Linked DNA regions of Sus scrofa: region 2 is linked to region 1. Evidence: chromatin contacts called from public Hi-C data. All regions are on one chromosome and are shown on one strand. The core of a region is the stretch at or near the end of the contact, and the rest is flanking DNA. Distances in the headings are between cores, read along the strand shown.

Region 1 (4,400 bases), core at 968-3,467:
AGCCTACACATAACAATTCTTTTAAAAATTCCCCAAATCACTCCTTCCCTCATCCCACCCCAAATTAATAATTATTTTTTTTAGGACAAGATTTAAATTCAATTTTCACCACTGTACAACATCTTCTTATACACCTAAAACAGTCTTTTGCTAGCTACAATAGCAAAAGCTGAACTTCTGATTCATGAAGGGTAAAAAAAACCTAAACTTAAACTCATTATATATAAAATTCAAAAAAAATTTAATGAAAAAATTTTAACGTTTTTCATACCACTTCAAAGGATCCGAAATAGAAGATGAAAAAAGCATAGATTATAGCAAGTTAAAAAGTTTTCTCTGTACAGTACAAAAAAAAAATTGTATTGGGGAAATAATTATTAAAAATTATAATAATAAAATACAATCTAAGTATTGGAAAAAAGTCTTCTACTTATTTAAATAATTAAAAGGAAAAGTTGCTTTTAAGCTGTCGTGACCCTTTAGCATACATCTAAGTTATTCTGGATTTTTTTTTCCCCTTCAAGGATGCTTTTTTCCCAAAGCCCACTTAAGCTTCGTTTTCTCTCAATTTGATGTAGTCTATTTCCGGGACTATAAAATAAAGCGCAGGCATTAGGAATTCATCTTTGTGTTTAATGTTCTGGTCTCGCCTTAAACGAATTCATCCTTGATGGATGCAACAGATCCACCGGTGGGTCCTCTCTAACAATTCCTCATCTGCCTGGCCTCGCTGTAGGTATTGTTCGGACTTACCCCGCTATGGGCTTCATTACACTAGATCGCTTCCGTCTGAACTATAAATCAGAATTCAAGCTTGAGAGCGGCTGCCACGGTCCAAACATGTGGCTGGTGGGTGTCATTGTCTTTTTCCTCTTCCCCATTCAAACCCTTCCTTCCTTGTCCCCTAAAGCCATCTTATCTAAAGGTCCTATCCTTCCCCGCTTTTATCTCGCCCCCCCACCCCTTAACCTCCGGTCTAGTTCTTCCAGGTCAGCCCAGTCGGATACCACATTACTCTGTTTTTCCCGTGGCGGAGGCGGAGAGATGTCAGAACAGGCTGCACCTCTCGCAAACCCCTTCTCGAGACTGTCAACAAGGGAACAACTTCAGCCTAGCTTCCCAAAGTACCACGCCAAACGACAAAGTTATGGAAATTACAAGACAGAACCCTTCCCACGCCCAATCCTGCCAAATCAGCTCCACCTCAATTTTCCACGCCAATAAACAACAGCTCCTCTTGCTGCCGCCTCACAAAGGGTGAGAGCCTGTCCGCACCGCACGGTCGGCCGACACAACCTGCTCTTCCCGAGTCGAGCCCGAGCGCAGCCGCCGGCCCCGGGCCGAGCTAACTAACTGCCCTTCCTCCTCCACCCTGCCTCTGCCCCCCATCCAGCCGAGTTACTGTCAACTCCAGCCAGGCGGCCGGGGCTCGGCGAGGGCTCCCCGAGGTTAGCGGCGCCGGCTCAGGGCGAGCCCCCAGCGACCCCACCTCCCGCGCCGGCGCCCCCCCCATTCCCCCACCCCCATCCCCGGCCTCCTCCCCACTCACCTAACGCCACCTCGCACGCTTTGCGCAGTTGGGAGTGATGCGCCTTCTTCACTTCCTTGTCGGCCAAAATCTTCTCCAGGGCCCGGGTCAGGAACATGTTCTTCGTCTTCTTCCCCTCATACATGGACGCAGAGAAGGAGGCGGCGGCTCGTCCGACCCGCGGCTCCCAGCGGCTGGAGGGGAGGAGGAGGGGGAGGAAAAGCGGAGAGAAAGGAGAGGGGGTGGAGGTGGGGAAGAGGAGGCGTGGAGGGCAGCGGCAGGATCAGGAAGGGGCGGGCGGCCGAGGAGCGCGGAGGTCGTCACCGCCCCCAGAGGGGCCGCGCCCGTGGGACCTCCGCTTCTCCCCGCCCGGGGGTCGTTTGCCGGCCACCCCGCTCCACTTGTCCCTCCGGCCCGGGGGCGGCGAGGGAGCCCAGCTCGGCGGCCGTCAGCCGGAGGCCGAGGGACGAGGCGGCGGCTCAGAGGCCCGGCGAGAGCAGGGCTGCCCTGGCTACTGTGGGGATTAGCACCCGCCGTGGCCGCGGACTGGCCTCCATCACCGCCGACCTGCCCCGGCCGCCATGTTGGGAGGAAACGACGCGTCACGCAGCGGCCGAACGGCTGCAGAGGAGGAAGCGGCGGCGGCAGCGTCGGCTGCCCAGAGCTGCCGCGGCGCCGGGAGGCAGGGGGCGGAGGGCGGCGCGGGAGGAGCGGCTCGAGCCGCAGCGCTACGGCGGCCCGGCGGGGCCTCGCCGCCTCCCGCGTTTGCCTGCAGGGCGGCGTGGGGCGTGGCGGGCGTCCTGCGGCGCCACGCGGGGCGCTTCGGGCTCCTCACTGGGGCTGCGCCCTGGCACCCGGAACCCCCGGGGCCGAAGCTCCTACTGAATGAATGGGTCTCCCAGCTGCGCTGCATCCACGTATCGGAAGCATATGGAGAGCCCCCCGGTGGGCGCGCGGCCCCTTCCGCTCCAGGGGTCACGGAAACAGCCGTCCGGCCCAGGTTCAGCCGCGCGGTCTTCACCTGGCACTCTCGATTTTCAGTTTCCTTACCAGCTGCACGAAACTGCTGTCCAGGTCCGTGCCCGCCGACTACCTCAGGATTCTCTCTTGGGAAGACTAAAACCAATCTGACAAGGATTGGGGACTGTTTCACTTTTTCATTTCTGTAGGATAAAAATCGGTAAACTCTAGGTTTCAGATCTCTACTGAATTGAGATTAAAGTTAAGGGAACAGGTGAATGCTTCTGATTGATGAGTTCCCTTAGAGCTCTATGCCATTAATACTAAGATTCGGCTCAGGACAGGAAAACTAGTTTCAGAATGGAAAAGCTCTAAGTACAGATGTTACCGCAGACACACGTGTCTGCTTAAATACTAAAGAAGAATTCAGATGTCTACAATGTTTCATTCAGAACAGAAAATGATAAAGAATACCATTAAACTATATGCAAATAATTTACATGGTGATCTAGGTGCATATCTCCAAGTTCAAAGCTACTGTGTGGCTGTTATCAACCACACGCCCCAAACTGTTACACACTGTTAGACTGTGTCTCTCACAGTTCTGGTCTATTCGATCCTCTTGACTGTGGACTTGTCCTAATGCAACCATCCAAATTCAAAAATGGAGAGTCTGGGAGTTCGCGTCGTGGCTCAGTGAAAATGAACCTGATTAGCATCTATGAGGATGCTGGTTCAATCCCTGGCCTTGCTCAGTGGGTTAAGGATCCGCATTGCTGTGAGCTGTGGTGTAGGCCATCTCCTATTGATTGGACCCCTAGCCTGGGAACCTGTATATGCCGCCGGTATGGCCCTGATCTGGCATTGCTGTGGTTGTGTGGGCCAGCGGCTACAGCTCCAATTTGAGTGACAAGATTTGGGACAGTCTAAAAACCACGGGAAATAAAAATGGAAACCTTGAGAATGATCCTAATTAAAATGAACAAATTATTATTATTTTTTTTCATCTACACCTGAGGCATACAGAAGTTCCCTGGCGGGGGACTGAATCCGAGCCGCACCTGCAACCTCTGTCACAGCTGTGGCAATGCTGGATCCTCAACTCACCGTGCCATGGCAGGAACCCCTACATTAATTTTTCTAAACTTTCTTGTCCTGAGAAATCTGTAAATTCAACTAATTTTACTCTAAAGACTATTTCTAGATTCCTAGAATTTAAAGATTCAGTATACTAGATCAAATATAATACTAATTTCTAGGTACACTTGTAGATTATAAAGTTTTTTAGAACAAGCTCCATTCCAAATTTATCTTTTTTTCTTCATAATGCGGGTGTTCTGTCGCAGGTACTGTGGAAGATGCTGGTTGATCACCAAATCCATTTACTCTTCTTTCCTTTGCACAAACATAAATTGTGTTCCCTAGTCTGTCTTCCAGTTAAATGTAACCATCCAGATTTAGCTCAATAAAAAAAGAAAAAAAAAAATAGAGTTCCTGTCGTGACTCAGTGAAAACGAATCTGACCAGCATTCATAAGGACACAGGTTTGATCCCTGGCCTTGATCAGTGGGTTAAGGATCTGGCATTGCCATGAGTTGTGGTGTAGGTTGCAGACATGGCTGCGATCTGGCATTGCTGTGGTTGTGTGGGCCAGCGGCTACAGCTCCAATTTGACCCCTAGCCTGGGATCCTCCATATGCGGCAGGTGTGGACTTAAAAAGCAAGAGAGAAAAAAAATATCCTCCACAAGCAGATTTTCATGCCCTTTCCCTTCTGTGGCTGCATGCTAAAGATGGCAAAGCCTGGGTCCCTGAATTACCATGTGGTGGAGAACCAGCCAATCAAGAATGCTCATTCTGGACTTTAGGTGGGCAAAGTAAACTCAAGTTATGTTTAGCAGCTAACTTAATCC
Region 2 (4,400 bases), core at 1,034-3,533, 610 kb before region 1:
ATACACAATAGACCCATCTCCTCTGACCCTTCGCACAGATGTGCCATGGCACCAATTACAGGCTGTTAGATTACTCAATCCATAGTCTGGTACCAGAACATCTTTCACTGAATCATATGAGCAAACCAAATTGTTCAAGGGAAAGCTATAATTTTTGTCAGGCCTCAGCTGTCCATGAGTACTTTTTGCCAGGTTATACAGTTTCCCTCCTGGAGCCAACCACTCTGGAGGAACATGAAGTTCAGAAAGGGCACCACAGAGCAAACATTTGTGAAGGCGATTATCCATTACTGCTTTTTTAGCAGCTGCTGTGACTTCTTCAGGCTGAACTCCTATCACCCCCGTCCTCCTGTAGAAATACTGGTGGACGTCAGCCACCAAACTAGGATGGATACCGTGTTTGTCCATAAAGACTTCTTCCATAGCAGCAACAAGCCTAAGTAAGTATTTATCTTGCAAACTTCTGTCTCCTCCAATAACACAACCACCATCCTCCTCAAGTTTGATGTACTTCTTAATAAGGTCCTGAGGTACACCCCATGCTTTAGGAAGCAAATTCATAGGCAGTTTAGGCAAAGCAGCCCCTTTTATGCCTACCAAGGGGATATAATGGTTTCTACCAGAGCTACTCCATGCAATACAGATTGGTTTGTTCAAATGACCATCTCTCCCAGTGCACTTCTCTGCGGGGATGAGCCCTGGCAGAAAGGTGGCAGAATAATCCCCAGAGCTTCTCATGCCACTGAGAGAATCTAACAGAATAATAGGGCGATGTAACACATTGGCAAGACCAAATATGTGGATGTTCCTCAGGCCCAAGGGAACACCCTCAGGTGGTACAAACAGAGGGTCACACTCATTGATAATGTCCTCCCACTCAGCGGCATCAATGAAGTCGTGGAACAGGGCTTGATATCGGGCCAGGTGCTGCTGGAAGTGCTGTTTAAGATTCTCTCGCAAGGCATGCCAGAAGAGCTCCCGGCCTACCAGAGCCCGGGACACAGCATGCACCAGGCAGTGTCCATCCCCATCCACATGCACTGGAATGAGGCATTCCTGACTTTTATTGGCCCGCTTGATGTCCTCAAGAGTGTCATGCAAATACAAGAGGCTTCCGGAGCGGTCCTTGCCATATCCCACCGTATTCACATGCTCCGGTTCGATGAGGAAGGCGCGGTCACCCAGTAAAGCGCAATCGAACAGTTCGCCCTGGTTCATATCCCGGAGCAGTTTAGCCCGGCCTGTCTGCTTGTCCATTCCGTAGCGAGCTAATATGGGCGACAACAATTTGCAGTGGTAGTTGGAAAGGCCCATCACCTTTACCAGTTCCGTGTTCTTCTTGGGTGCCCCTGTCACCCCGAGGAGCGCGTTCCGCAGCAGGTTGTGTAGCACTACGTCCGGGTCAGTCACCTCCTCCACCCCCAGCAGCTGTTGCTGCTCGTGCCGCTGTCCGCACTCGGTACACTCGATGCTGACAGAACCAGAGGCCGGGAAGAACAGGCGCGCCTGGCACTTCGGATCCGGGCAGCTCCCGGAGAGGATTCTCCGGTCTCTCCGCTTCGAGAGCCCCCCCGGAGCAGCCGCCGCCGCCGCCGCCAGGGACGGCGGAGTCTGCGGAGCCTCTGGGGGAGGAGGCGGCGGCGGCAGCGGAGGCGGCGGCGGCGGCTGAGACATCGCTCTCGGTTCTCGAGTCTCGCTCCGCGACCCAAGCGACCCTCAAAGGCTCATAGCCCAGACCCCCGCCGGCCCGACTCGGTCTAGTCCAGGCCCAGGGCGAATCACTTTCCTTTCCCTACCAGCTCCTCCTCCTCCTCCTAAGCGAAGGCGGAAGCGCTGGACGTTGTTTCTCTTTTTACTTCTCCACTGCCGTAGCCGTTGCCCCGAACGTAACGGCCACCACCCTACCCCGCACTCACACTCACTCACTCTCGCTCTCTCTCCCTCAGACACACAGACATACACGCCCTCGCTGAGACTGCGCAGGCGCAGCTGCCGCTCTACCCTCTGGGAATTAGAGTTTTTCAGCCTTCTCCTAGCCCTCAAGAGGTAGGATCTTAGGGCCGCGAAGAACTACAAATACCGTGAGGGTAAGCGTTTCAGCGCCCGCGGAGAGGAGGAAGAGGAAGGCTATCGGAACGGGGACAGAAAGGAAGACTGTCACTCACGTTGCCTGCCGGGAGTTGTAGTTTTTACTGTATCTCTTTTGTCGTCTTCCTCACTTTGGGGCCCAAGCAAAATGAGTATGAGAGACCACATTTCCCAGGATGCCCTGCGGTGCGACCAGCCTCACTTCCCCCTTAGACGGAGGGGAGGATACAGGGAAACTTGGTTAAAAACAGAGTTAAAGGGAATGGGTCTCGGAAGCCGAGGGTCTGAAGTTCAAGACTCCTAGAAGGGGAGGGGAATGAAAGCCACTCAGTGAAGAAGGTACAGTAAATAAATGTCCAGCGACATGGCGGGCTGGGAAGTTAAATGAAATGGTCTAGTCTAGGCTGGAGGTCACGAGAGGAAAAGGGTGGGAATGGTGTATTAATTCTCGGAGTGTTTCTCCAGGTTTTTTTTTGTTGTTACACTCCTCTCTTCTCATTCCTATCTCTGTTACAAGCCACTGAGGCTCTTCAGCCCCGTTGTCTGCCTTTTTTCTACTCTCTGGGAAAGAGGGTCACTGAGGCGCCATTTGTTTCCTCGTTCCGTGTACGTCTTTGCAGTTTGCAGTACAGATAACAATACCTTGGATGTGTATAGAGTTTAAATATACCTAAGCCCTTTACCAATATACATATTTTATATGTACATATTTAAATATACATATATGTATGTATAATATACATACAATAATATACATATGTACAATAACTATAGATATTGTTTGTGTCTTCCAGTCCTACTCGCAGAGTCATAACAGCTATCATTTATTGTGTTCTTGATATATGCCTGTCACAGCATTTACATACACGATATCATTTGATCTTCATAATATAATAATAACCTTGTTAGGAAACACGTCCAGAAAGGAAATGACTTGCTCAAGTTCACAGGCATTCAGACCTAGATCTGTTCCCATTTTACAGACCAGGACATAGGAAAGCTTAGGACAGTACTATATAAAATAGTAACTAACTTATGGATACTATTTATAGTTTACATTCACATATATTATTTCATCCTCACACCTGTAATACCTTTACCAAAAGATATTGGGTCTGGAAACAGACCAAAAGGAGTTAAATGGCTTGTCCAAAGTCAAATCAGCAGGCTATCTCAGAGCCAGCAAGGGCTTTTTACATTTATTCCTGCAAGAGAAAAAAAAGAGTTCTTAAGCTCAGACCTTTAGTTAGGTCTCAGGGTTTCCGTTTAATGGGGCTGTAGGAATGTTTACCTTGAGGGGGGCCACAGACCTGTTTTATTACTTGTGTGCTGGGTAACTGCCTCTTCATGCAAAACACATTCATATGTTAATTGAAAGCTAGTATTATCTTAATATTGTACAGCCAGCCCCTTCAGTTATCATTCTGAAAATTCTTGCTTTCTGAGACTTTAGATAAGTGAACTGCCTCAAAATTTCTGAAACATTTGGCACAAAATAGATACATCAGTGCAGTCCCTGAGGCCACTCAAATTTTGTAGTTGCCAAGGGAACAGTTTATCTTATTAGGTTTTTTTTTTTTTTTTTTGTCTTTTTGCCATTTCTTTTGGCCGCTCCCGCGGCATATGGAGGTTCCCAGGCTAGGGGTCTAATCGGAGCTGTAGCTGCCAGCCTACACCAGAGCCACAGCAACGCTGGATCTGAGCCGCATCTGCGACCTACACCACAGCTCATGGCAACGCTGGATTGTTAACCCACTAAGCAAGGGCAGGGATCGAACCCGCAACCCCATGGTTCCTAGTTGGATTCATTAACCACTGCGCCACGATGGGAACTCCTTATTAGGTTTTTGAGTAAATAGAATTTGATCCTTCAAAATTAACCATCTGTAAAATAACACTCCTAAAGGATGTTAGTACTGACTTTCACCTAATTATTGTCTATGATTTTCTTCTAAAGAGCTGACATTTTTCAAAGAGAAATCCTTCAAATATTATTTTCTTGCACAATTCTACCTGGCCCATGCAAAAATAATATTACCTTCGTACAAGATAGGTAATGTTACTTATTTTGAAGGGGATAATTTCATGCAGGAAAATTTATTTCTAATCTGACAGTAGTTTGGTGGTAACTTCACACGTGGTCTTAGAACTGACTTTTATAAATTGAGAAATTAGATATGCCCTTTAAGTGGAAATTATTTTCTACTGTGACTGAGAAGTTACACCTTCGGTGAAAATGTATTTTTCTCATTATGAAAGCCTCAGACCATGGGAAGAATAACAGCAGTGTGCAATTCTAACACTGTCATGAA

What was found. A called contact is a pair of places that touch in the nucleus more often than the background predicts.
Region 2: a contact with region 1 is called in a Hi-C map of embryonic fibroblasts, with 2.2 times the contacts expected there. The contact joins the promoter of LOC100521447 here to the promoter of ARFGEF1 in region 1. A contact is called at or near these places in 2 of 47 Hi-C or Micro-C datasets (embryonic fibroblasts and liver) and 1 of 2 datasets of contacts at active chromatin or transcription factors (skeletal muscle).

What each region holds. Positions count from the first base shown.
Region 1 is chr4:67,463,334-67,467,733 of Sscrofa11.1, reverse strand. ARFGEF1 (brefeldin A-inhibited guanine nucleotide-exchange protein 1) reads right to left here and starts at 2,217. Exons shown (of 39, transcript XM_001928010.7): 1 at 1,550-2,217. The coding sequence starts at 1,673.
Region 2 is chr4:68,070,975-68,075,374 of Sscrofa11.1, reverse strand. It overlaps LOC100521447 (serine/threonine-protein kinase Sgk3), which reads left to right and starts at 2,283. Exons shown (of 17, transcript XM_021089284.1): 1 at 2,283-2,427. VCPIP1 (deubiquitinating protein VCIP135) reads right to left here and starts at 1,972. Exons shown (of 3, transcript XM_003355045.4): 1 at 1-1,972. The coding sequence starts at 1,674.